Regions from separate parts of the Gossypium hirsutum genome. Here region 2 is linked to region 1. A link is a contact called in public Hi-C data. All regions are on one chromosome and are shown on one strand. Each heading gives the region's core, a stretch centred on a gene start, on an enhancer-like site or on the middle of the called end of the contact. The rest is flanking DNA. Distances are from core to core; before and after follow the strand shown.

The links. A called contact is a pair of places that touch in the nucleus more often than the background predicts.
Region 2: a contact with region 1 is called in a Hi-C map of fibers, with 1.5 times the contacts expected there. The contact joins the promoter of LOC121204891 here to the enhancer-like site in region 1. A contact is called at or near these places in 11 of 34 Hi-C or Micro-C datasets (anther, callus, cotyledon and 5 more).

What each region holds. Positions count from the first base shown.
Region 1 is chrA01:8,478,601-8,483,597 of Gossypium_hirsutum_v2.1, forward strand. No RefSeq gene overlaps it. Among protein-coding and RNA genes, the nearest start is that of LOC121204891, 40 kb to the right of the region's middle. Within about 2 kb of position 2,996, at least 2 of the 9 cell types and tissues checked have an H3K27ac peak or open chromatin away from gene starts, as enhancers often do. A contact at or near this core is called in fibers, where this site is marked.
Region 2 is chrA01:8,518,427-8,523,423 of Gossypium_hirsutum_v2.1, forward strand. LOC121204891 (NAC transcription factor 56) reads left to right here and starts at 2,182. Exons shown (of 4, transcript XM_041075662.1): 1 at 2,182-2,311; 2 at 2,390-2,581; 3 at 2,686-2,993; 4 at 3,099-4,130. The coding sequence starts at 2,293. The coding sequence ends at 3,614.

The DNA of each region.
Region 1 (4,997 bases), core at 1,746-4,245:
TGTTGAAAGGTTATCGAGTAAGTTTTTATGTCGATTTGTTAAATTTTTGGTTTTCTCTTTTTGCTTTGCACATTATACTTTGAGATGGTTGTTTGAGTGTGTTGCGTGAATTTCTAATAGTCACTCATTTGGTTCCCTGTTAGGCAGGGGTATTGAGGGTAGCAAACCTCAGCTAGTTAATTCGATTAGTTGTCATTGATTTTCTGTAAGTTTTGGTTTCATTGAAAGTTGATGTTGAAATTTTCAACGTAGGTACTTTGAGTATAATTGTATATTGTTGTTGATAAACTTGATTGATTGAGTTATTGAATGATCATTTTAGGCTTCGGAACTTCTCTTCATTGCCACTACTTTGAAATCGTCACAGGTGGTATCGAAAACCTTAGATTTTGCAAGTTTTATCGTCAGAAATGGTGGTTGTCAACGCCACACAGAAATGTGGTAGGCCTTGTGAACGGCCGTGTAACTTACTGTTTCTCGAATTAAGACCACATTGGCTGCCACACGGACGTGTGTGGCTATTTTAGTGTAGGTTTCACACGGCCAAGGACACGGGCGTGTGCCCAGGCCGTGTAACTCACTGTTTGGGGTATAAAACCACACGGCCAGGAACACGGGCTTTTGTCTAGGCCTTATAACTCACTGTTTGGGGTATAAAACCACACAGCCAAGGACACGGGCGTGTGCCCAAGACCTGTAACTTATTTTTTGGGGTATAAGACCACACGGCCAAGGCACGCGGGTGTGTGCCCAGGCCGTGTGGTAAAATATTGGATTCGAAAACTATTTTTGAGGCCGAGAAGGATGCTAAACTTTGATATTGGTTTCCTTGATATACGAATGATTGAATTTGCTTATATGGGACTGACCGGTGAATTACATACTTGAATATACACTGTAACATCACTCTGTTATTGAACTATTTTATTAATTATGTATTGTATCAGAATTGCTAAACTTGTGTTACAGATTATTGTATTCTGCATTAATGTGGTGGGAGATTGTGAAGAAGAAGAGGAGTCTGTACTGAAACCGTGGCTATGTCATAATAAGCATCACTCTGATTCTGGCACTTCTCGCACATTGAACTAGCAGCTAAGCTGCGTTTCTGTAAAAGTGTCATTGAACACTTTAAAGGTGTGCAGGGATGGATGGCCACTAAATGTCCATAGTGGTGTGTTGGGATGACCTAAGTTAGTGTGTAGAGAATGTAAATAGGAACATTGTATCTGAATCTGATTTGAACTATGTCTGAACTGGAATAATACATGTGTACATATGTAGCATCTCTGTTCTGAACCTAGATCAAACATGCTTCTAAGATGAACTGAATCTCTGAACTGGAAATTCTCTATGAGTCACTGTTGTTGTTTTACATTGTTTTTTTACGCACTGAGTTCATAACTCACCCTGTTATTGTTTAGGTTTCAGGTGGCAATCAGTCTTGAATGGGTCGGTGTCGCGAAAGCTCGGCCAGACACTTATTAATAATCTGTTAGCGTTATTATTAGGAATATTTGTTTTAGAATGTTATGGATTTATGAAGATTATGAATGTTATGGATTTATGAAGATTTTGTCTTTAAATTACTATTGTGATGAATAATATGTGACAACTAGTTTAATTTGATGGTATTATGGTAGTCCAACTTCGTCTGGACATCTAGGCCGGGTTTAGGGTGTTATAACAAAAATAATATCATATGCTTTGACCAAATCGACATTTGGCTTAACATGATTATCATTTCTCCATTCTCGATTTTTGCATATAGTTATATAGTGGTTTAATTTGTCGTCATAATTGGATACTAGAATAGTAAGCATAGTTGATGAATAAAGCACCAGATAGGGTCCCACGAAAGAGAGGTGGTGTACATGATCCTCTTAAGTACCAAGTCTTTTCTAGACATACATTTTCTTACTATCACACTTATTTCCAGAAACCAACTATGGTTTTGTCACACACAAAACAGTTTTCCCTTTTTTTTCTTTGTGTCTCAAAATTTTATTTTAAATTTGTAACCAATCCAAAAAAAAAAATCATCATAAATCATGTTTAAAATAAATTCAACTCACATATATAAGCATACAATTCAAAGTATGTTTAAAAATAAATAAATTAAACTTACATTATCGTTCAAATCAAATAATGTAACAAATAAGAAATTCCCATCATAGTTGCAAATTAATACAACTTTAACAATTAAGTCAAATTATTAAATAATGCTCAAGTTAAATCCAATGCTCGGCCCAAGCACCCAATCCACATGAAGGGTAAAATTAACATTAACTAAGTTCAAAGTAAATTCACATCATTATTACGTTAAGAATTTCACTTTATTAAACTCTATTTAAGGCCAACTAACTTTCCAATAATCATAGAAATAACATACTTTAATCATAGAAATAATATATTTTACATGCTGGGCTTTTTTTTTTTTCAAAATTAAACCTACTGTAAACTATAAGAAATATTTAGATCTCATCCCTTTTTTATACATGCATGAGAATCTCGAACAATATAAATATTAATATCATTAGAAGATAGGCAGGAAGGCAACAACCAAAGTAGGCATATGGTACATTCATGGAAAATTGACATAGGCAACACTACCATAATAATAACAACAACGAGCATGGGCTTTGACAGTATAGACAACGTCTAAGTATGAAATAGTAAATATTGCATTAAGTTGATGAATCGAAAATATGAATTGAATAGTTTGAAGCATGTTAGACATTGTCTTTAAGGATATTTCACCGTATAACGTATCTTTTAATATTCATTAAGCTCTTCCATTATAAAATAAAAGTGAAAATCAACATTAGATCACAATATATATACATCAAAAGGATGGAGAGAATAAACGAGAGGAGAAAGAGTTTTAAGGTTACAACATTGTTGAATATTTAAATTACATAATGAAAAAATATTTTTTAAAAATCATTAAAAGTTGATTATTTGATGGTTGTTTTAAGTTTAAACAATCTCATAAATTGGGTTGAGTTACTTTTGCATTGGTAAATAATTTCAGGATATTTCATAATGAGGTAATTTCGAGTTTAGATCATTTTGGATTCAAGTAATTCAAAATTTTTAAATAGGGTCATATCAAATCACTTTTTTCAAGGCATATCAAATTTAAATCATTTTGTGTTTAGATTATTTTAAAATTAACATTTTAAAATTAAGACATTACAAATTTAAGTTCAAAAAATTTAAATGATTATTTTTTATAATTAAATTAAATTATTTTAAATTTCAATTCAAGATCAAACTTTTGATCCTGACAGATCAAACATACATCCCATTAAGACCACATTCATCCATAATGATAGTAATAATTATAAGGATTAGCTAAAGAGAAAATTAAAATTTGATTTGTGACTGCTAGATGTATGTATATCATATATTAATTACTTTAGATTTTATAATAATGGTGGCCACTAGCTAGGTTTTAGGTGGCTTGAATTCAATGTAGGCTTTCAAATTTGTGATTGCTTTATAAATTATCTTTGGCGTTGGTCCATGACAAAGACTAAAAGGCTTTGTCGTGATTTTCAAAAATGGAATGTGAATTGCATTGGCAATTTGTATACTAAATTCGGCTTCAATCCAAAGCATTAAAGGAACCAAAATTCTATATCAGGTACAGCAATTGTGGCCCTCGATTCTGCCTTGTTTGCCTTTGTTCAGCTCTACTCATTAAACACTATGTTTGGTAGCCAAATTAAATAAGAGAGGGAGGCTTTCTTTTTTCCTTTTCTTTGAGAAGAAAATTTGTTGGACAAAAATGAATTAAATGCAAAGTTATAAATATAATTATTAATTTAAGTTGAAAGAGTGTTTCTTTTTCGCATTTGAAATAATTAAAATTCAAAAAAATATATAAATTTGAATTCTTTTCACCTTCATATTTGCTTGATTTATACCGTATGTAATTGTTATTTGTAGGTTTTTAATCTCATTATTTGTTATCGTTATGTGTGAATTTTAGTCTGATGGGATAATTTTAATTCGGATTATCTTAATTCTTAGCTTTTTCTTTACACTGATTTGATTGTAATTTGTAATTACGTGGATATATATTTCTGATTGTATTGTATTTGTGTTTATACTATGATTGCATTGTACTTGTACTTACAAACTCTAAAAAGGAATAATTAATTTCCGTGTTTAATTTTAATTATAAAACATTTTTATTTATATTAATAAATGTTAATTCAAGCTTTTGAATCAAGTTAAAAAGATACCCTAAATAAAAAAAATCTAAAAAACTTTGGGGTCGAGGTATAGGATCTATTGAGTTTATTCCATACTATAAATTTTCCTGCCGAACAGGACGTAGCATATTTTAGTTTGTTCATAAGTAGCTTTCGATAATGAAAATGAAATCCAATTTTATGAATTGAAAGAGATGGATATATGATGGATTAGATCATTTGAATTAAAACAAAACCGGTCTTTTCTTGAAATTAACGTATAGTGTATGTCATATGCTTTAATTCATATATATATATATATATATATAAAAGATAAGTTCTATGGTTTCATTAAAACAATTGTGTAATTCAATCTTAGCTTTAAAAATGCAACGATGATAACAATCAAGAAATGCAGGGGTTTGAGTTGAAAGTTAAAAACTACATCGGCTGGAATTGGCACCCCATTAACATAATTCAAACAAGTAAACTATAATAGGTTAATTCCATTTTATTTATCCAATTCAATTCAACTTGATTTAATTAAATTGATTTTTTTTGAATTTAGGGCAAAATTGATAGATATGTATTTCAAATTGATAGGTTAATTTTGTTTTTTTTTTAATTTTGTAAAATTTTCATGTGATATAATTTGAATAATACAAAACAAAAAACCATGTTATAAGCTTGAAAAAAAATGTCAATTTATGCTACGCTCTAAGTATAGAAGCATGAGACTTGTATTTTAAATAAGCCCCACGCTTCTTATGCAAGCTTAATTTATAGGCCTAATAT
Region 2 (4,997 bases), core at 932-3,431, 39 kb after region 1:
TAACCATATATTACACTGTTCGTTACTATTTTTTGTATTTTCTTTACTGTTTCATGCTGTCTCTGCTACTATTCTTGCTACTATTTGTTTCTGTCCTTTTTCTCTTTTTGCAGGTGGTGGTGGAGGCAACAGTGTGACGGAAAAGGGTTAGCTTGCCATTTCGGTGAAATGGCGGCAAGGGCATGTCAGGCCTCAGGACAAGGAGCCTCGGGTGGCGAGCGCGCGCTAAGTTTTTTTTTTTCCTGAAAACTTAGTTTAGGTTGTGAGCCACTAAGGCCATTTGGGCTTGTAAATTTGGACCTGACATTTGTAAATGGACTATTTTATTTTTATTATTTTCTTGTTTGGTTTTTGTTTGAGCCCGAGCTAAATTGGCCTATTACAATGTGTAAAAAATTAAATTATTTAAAATATTAATTTTCAATAATTATGATGTAATATTTGTTATTTGATTGACAAAATGTAAATTTAAAGATATATTTTATTAAATTGTCCTCATAAAATTTCCTTATTTTTTACTGTTTATTATACAAATATAGGATCTTATTTTATATTGCTAATAAATAAATTTATTTCTTTAATAAATTAATTTCATATATCTTGAAACTGGAGAGCAACGATAAATAGTCAAAGTTTCTCTTTTAATCAAAATGACAGGGAAAGAATGAAGAAAATTATTTTTTATAAAAAGTAATATTTGAGCATAATGTAATAGAATTTGACTCAGTAATTATTATTATTATTTCATTATGAATTATAAAATGAATCTAACGCAATAAAAATAAGAATAAAATTATCAAAAATGTTATTTTATCAAGGAAATATAATTACCTTGAAACTGTTGAGAATGTGAGATTTTCAATTAAAAGTAAACATGAAAATATTATATTAGAATCTCACATTACTCCATAAATATTATATTTCATGAACTAAATACATCTTTATATTTATTTAATTACTATTAAATTAATTATATATATATTCAACAAACCCACATCCATATTTTTTTAAATTTATCAAATTAACTGTTTTAATTATTTTAAGATTGAAATTTTAGCTATTTAATCTTAAAAATTATAAAATAATTAAAATATATGAATATCTTTATGCTAAAAATTATTATTATTCATTTTTTTAATAAATAAATTGGCGTTTTATCAAAAACTTTATAAGAGTATGGATATATTAAGCGAGAAATAAAAACATCAATCTAACATTTTAAGTTCTTAAATCTCAATCAATGTAGACGTGAAAATAGTCGTCGGCGCTTTAAGACAAATAAGATTAAACAAATTTTTGAAGATTAAGTAAGTAAAAAGAGGACAGAAAACAATTAACACACATCTCAATCATCAATCCAAATTTATATTACAATTATAATCCCCTTTTTAATTTTGTCAATTTTATTATAATATTAAACACAATAAATATTATCTATTGTCGATCTGTTTTATATAAATTATCAAAAAATTTAATTAATTCAATCAATTTTTAATTCGAATCAATAAATTTACAGATCAATCGATTTATTTTCTTTTTTTAAATATACGTATCAACCGATTTTCGATCTTGTCCGACCATGGGTTTAGTGGTTGTAGTGGTAGCTATAATCACCAAAATGAGGGTCGGGTGGTGGGATTTGCATAACAAAAGCATGACATCTGAAGCGTAAAGCTTGTTACCACCCCCACATCACTAAAGTCCGTCCATATTATCTTTTTGTTGCCTTGTGTGGGGGTGTGGTCCCCGCCACCCCATTCATTGCTCACGTGTCAATCAGTCCCACATTTGGGTTCGTTGTCGTCCTCCTCATTATCAATCTCTTTAGCAATTTATTACGCACGAAACTAAATTTATATTTATATTTCTTTTTCAACAGTTAGATTAATTTTTTTATTTTCTGTAAAATAAAGAACTAAATTTTGACAAAATAAAGTAGATGGACTGATTTATCAATTTTCATAAAGTAGAAGGATGAAACTTAGAATTAGACCAATTAACTTCTTACTTTGCATGCCTTGTGTCAACCTTTGCTGTGCATGGGGATTCAGCCAATTAAAACCTGAGCTTAGTCTTTAGCAACTTAGCGAAATGACCAGACTAACCTTCAAACCCGTCACGTGGCTTGTCGGGATTAGGTGGATTAAATAGTAACAGATGCCAACTTTGGTGTATTAAATCCTGGCCCACCTTTCATAATCTTGTTCTAATGCCCATTTATAAAGAAAATGGTCATGCCAACTCTATGCAACATTTTTTTAGCAGCCTCTCAAAACAAACCATAAAAATCCTATGATGCTCTTCTTCTCTGGTAAACTTTCAGAATTCAAAGTAAAATATTCTCAATTTCATTACTGAATTATATATACATACATATATATATTTGAAGGTGTCGCAATGGAGAGCACCGACTCGTCGACCGGCTCACAGCAGCCGAACCTCCCACCGGGATTCCGGTTCCACCCCACTGATGAGGAACTAGTGGTACACTACCTCAAGAAAAAAGCTAGCTCCGCTCCTTTGCCGGTTGCAATTATTGCTGAGGTTGATTTGTACAAGTTTGATCCATGGGAATTGCCAGGTAAACTAAATTATTATGTTTTTAAACTATTTAATGGAAAAAGGGTATAAATTTATATGATTCTGATAAAATAATCATTTTGGATTTGATTTGGGGTTTCGCAGCGAAGGCAACGTTTGGTGAACAAGAATGGTACTTTTTTAGTCCGAGAGACAGGAAGTACCCGAATGGAGCGAGACCGAACAGGGCGGCTACCTCGGGTTACTGGAAGGCAACCGGGACGGATAAGCCGGTGTTGACTTCGGGAGGGACTCAAAAGGTTGGTGTGAAGAAGGCACTGGTTTTCTATGGAGGGAAGCCCCCTAAAGGGATCAAAACCAATTGGATCATGCATGAATATAGGCTTGCTGATAATAAGACTAACAACAAACCCCCAGGATGTGACTTGGGCAACAAGAAAAACTCACTAAGGGTAAATCACTTTATTTATTTTTTTGGTCATATTTATTTCATGTTAATGGTTTTAATATGATATCATGAATTGATCTTTGTTTTTGTTGCTTTTTTGGTTTTACAGCTTGATGATTGGGTGTTATGTCGAATCTACAAGAAAAACAACGCGAATAGACCTCTGGAACATGATAAAGATGACTCCGTGGACGACATGCTTGGTACTGTACCACCTTCAATATCAATCAGTAGCCAACATAATCCAAAATTCCACTTCTCAACAAAGGGAACAAGTTTTGGCACATTACTAGAACATCAAGAACATAATAGTCTGTTTGATGGAATGATGGGGAGTGATGGGATTAACAGTGCCTCCATGGTTAACCCTCTCAAAAGGGCCCTCCCGTCGCTTTACTGGACCGACGATGAAACCGCTGGACCATCGACGAGCAAGAGATTCCATGGGGATAGCAATGATGGGAGCATGGAGAAAACAGATGGGAATGGTTCAATTGCCACTCTGCTCAGCCAGCTACCACAAACCCCTCCATTGCAGCAGCAACAAGCAGCAATGTTGGGGTCAATGGGAGATGGGATATTTCGTCCTCCATATCAACTTCCAGGACTCAACTGGTACTCTTAATTAAATTTCCAGGTAGAGTGGGGGTCAAGCTGTCAGTATCATGTTACATAATTCTTGATACAGTCATTAAAATTATAGTGTCTGAAGGATTTGGGAGTATTGGGATAAAAAAGATTTGAGATTTTGGTTATTAGGGCAGAGATTAGATGAATCAGGCCTCATTGTTTCTTTGAGTGTAACAGTTAGCTGCCAAATTTCATCTCTTGAGGCCATAGGTAAATTTTATAATATATATAGTTATATAGATTGTATACATACAAACATACATACATACATTCATACATACATATATATATATGTAGTTTGTTGTTTATTATATAGAGAGAGATGCAATGAAAAAGAAGAAAAGGGTGGGGATAAATGAGGGAGGTGGAAACTTGCTGTAGAAAATAAATAATAATAACTGATGGATATGATAAAATATTTTGTTTTTAGGATACAAAACTGAAAATCTTGTACAGAAATCCTTGTTGATGATGCACATTTTTAAGAATATATTGTTTTATAGTTTGTCTATATCAATATTTTGTGCCAAGTTTGGAATTTCTATGGTTAAATCCCCATTAACCCTACAGGGTATAACTTTTTTTATTTTTTCCAGCTTTTCAGTTAATTAGGTTTTCAAAGAATCAGCACTCGAATATCCAAATAATTCTTTTTTTTAAAATTTAACAAAACTGAGAATTTTGTATGCCAAAGCATGCGATGTGATTATGTATAAATGGATCAACTCAGAAGTGATGGATATTTGTGAATAAAATATTATTATGAAAAACAATTACAAATCTCGAAAAATCTTAAAATCGATACCAAGTATATATAGAAGGGATCTAAAATAGAAAGCTTTCCCACTTCTTAAAATATGATACATATTTAATTAACTTGAATTTAAAAGTGAAATAGTTTTGAAAATAATAATATTAAATTGTATAAATTGACTAATAATATAATTAGAACAATAATTATGATTATAGCAGTAATAGGTAGGAATACTCAATAATTGGTTGATAAGAGCTGAAGTATATGGGGCCAAATTACTATTTTTAACTTTTTTCTATTATTACTATAATTTTAAACTAAATATTTTAATTTTTTTAAACCCATCACCTGATTTAATTTATTGCTAATCTATGACCTTATTGACAATTGTTTATATAAAATCCTTAAATTGTATTATTATAAAATTATTTTTCAATTGTCAAATGTCAAGCTATGGATTTTTTTTTCCTTATCTTCCTTTTTTTCACTTGACAAAGATGGTTGATCTCCTCGACAATGAAAGATAACAATTTTAAAATGTTTGAATAAAGAAAGATACCATTAAATTTTTATTTATTTATTTACTATTTCAAACAAGATGAAAAATAGGGTTGTAGAGAAAAT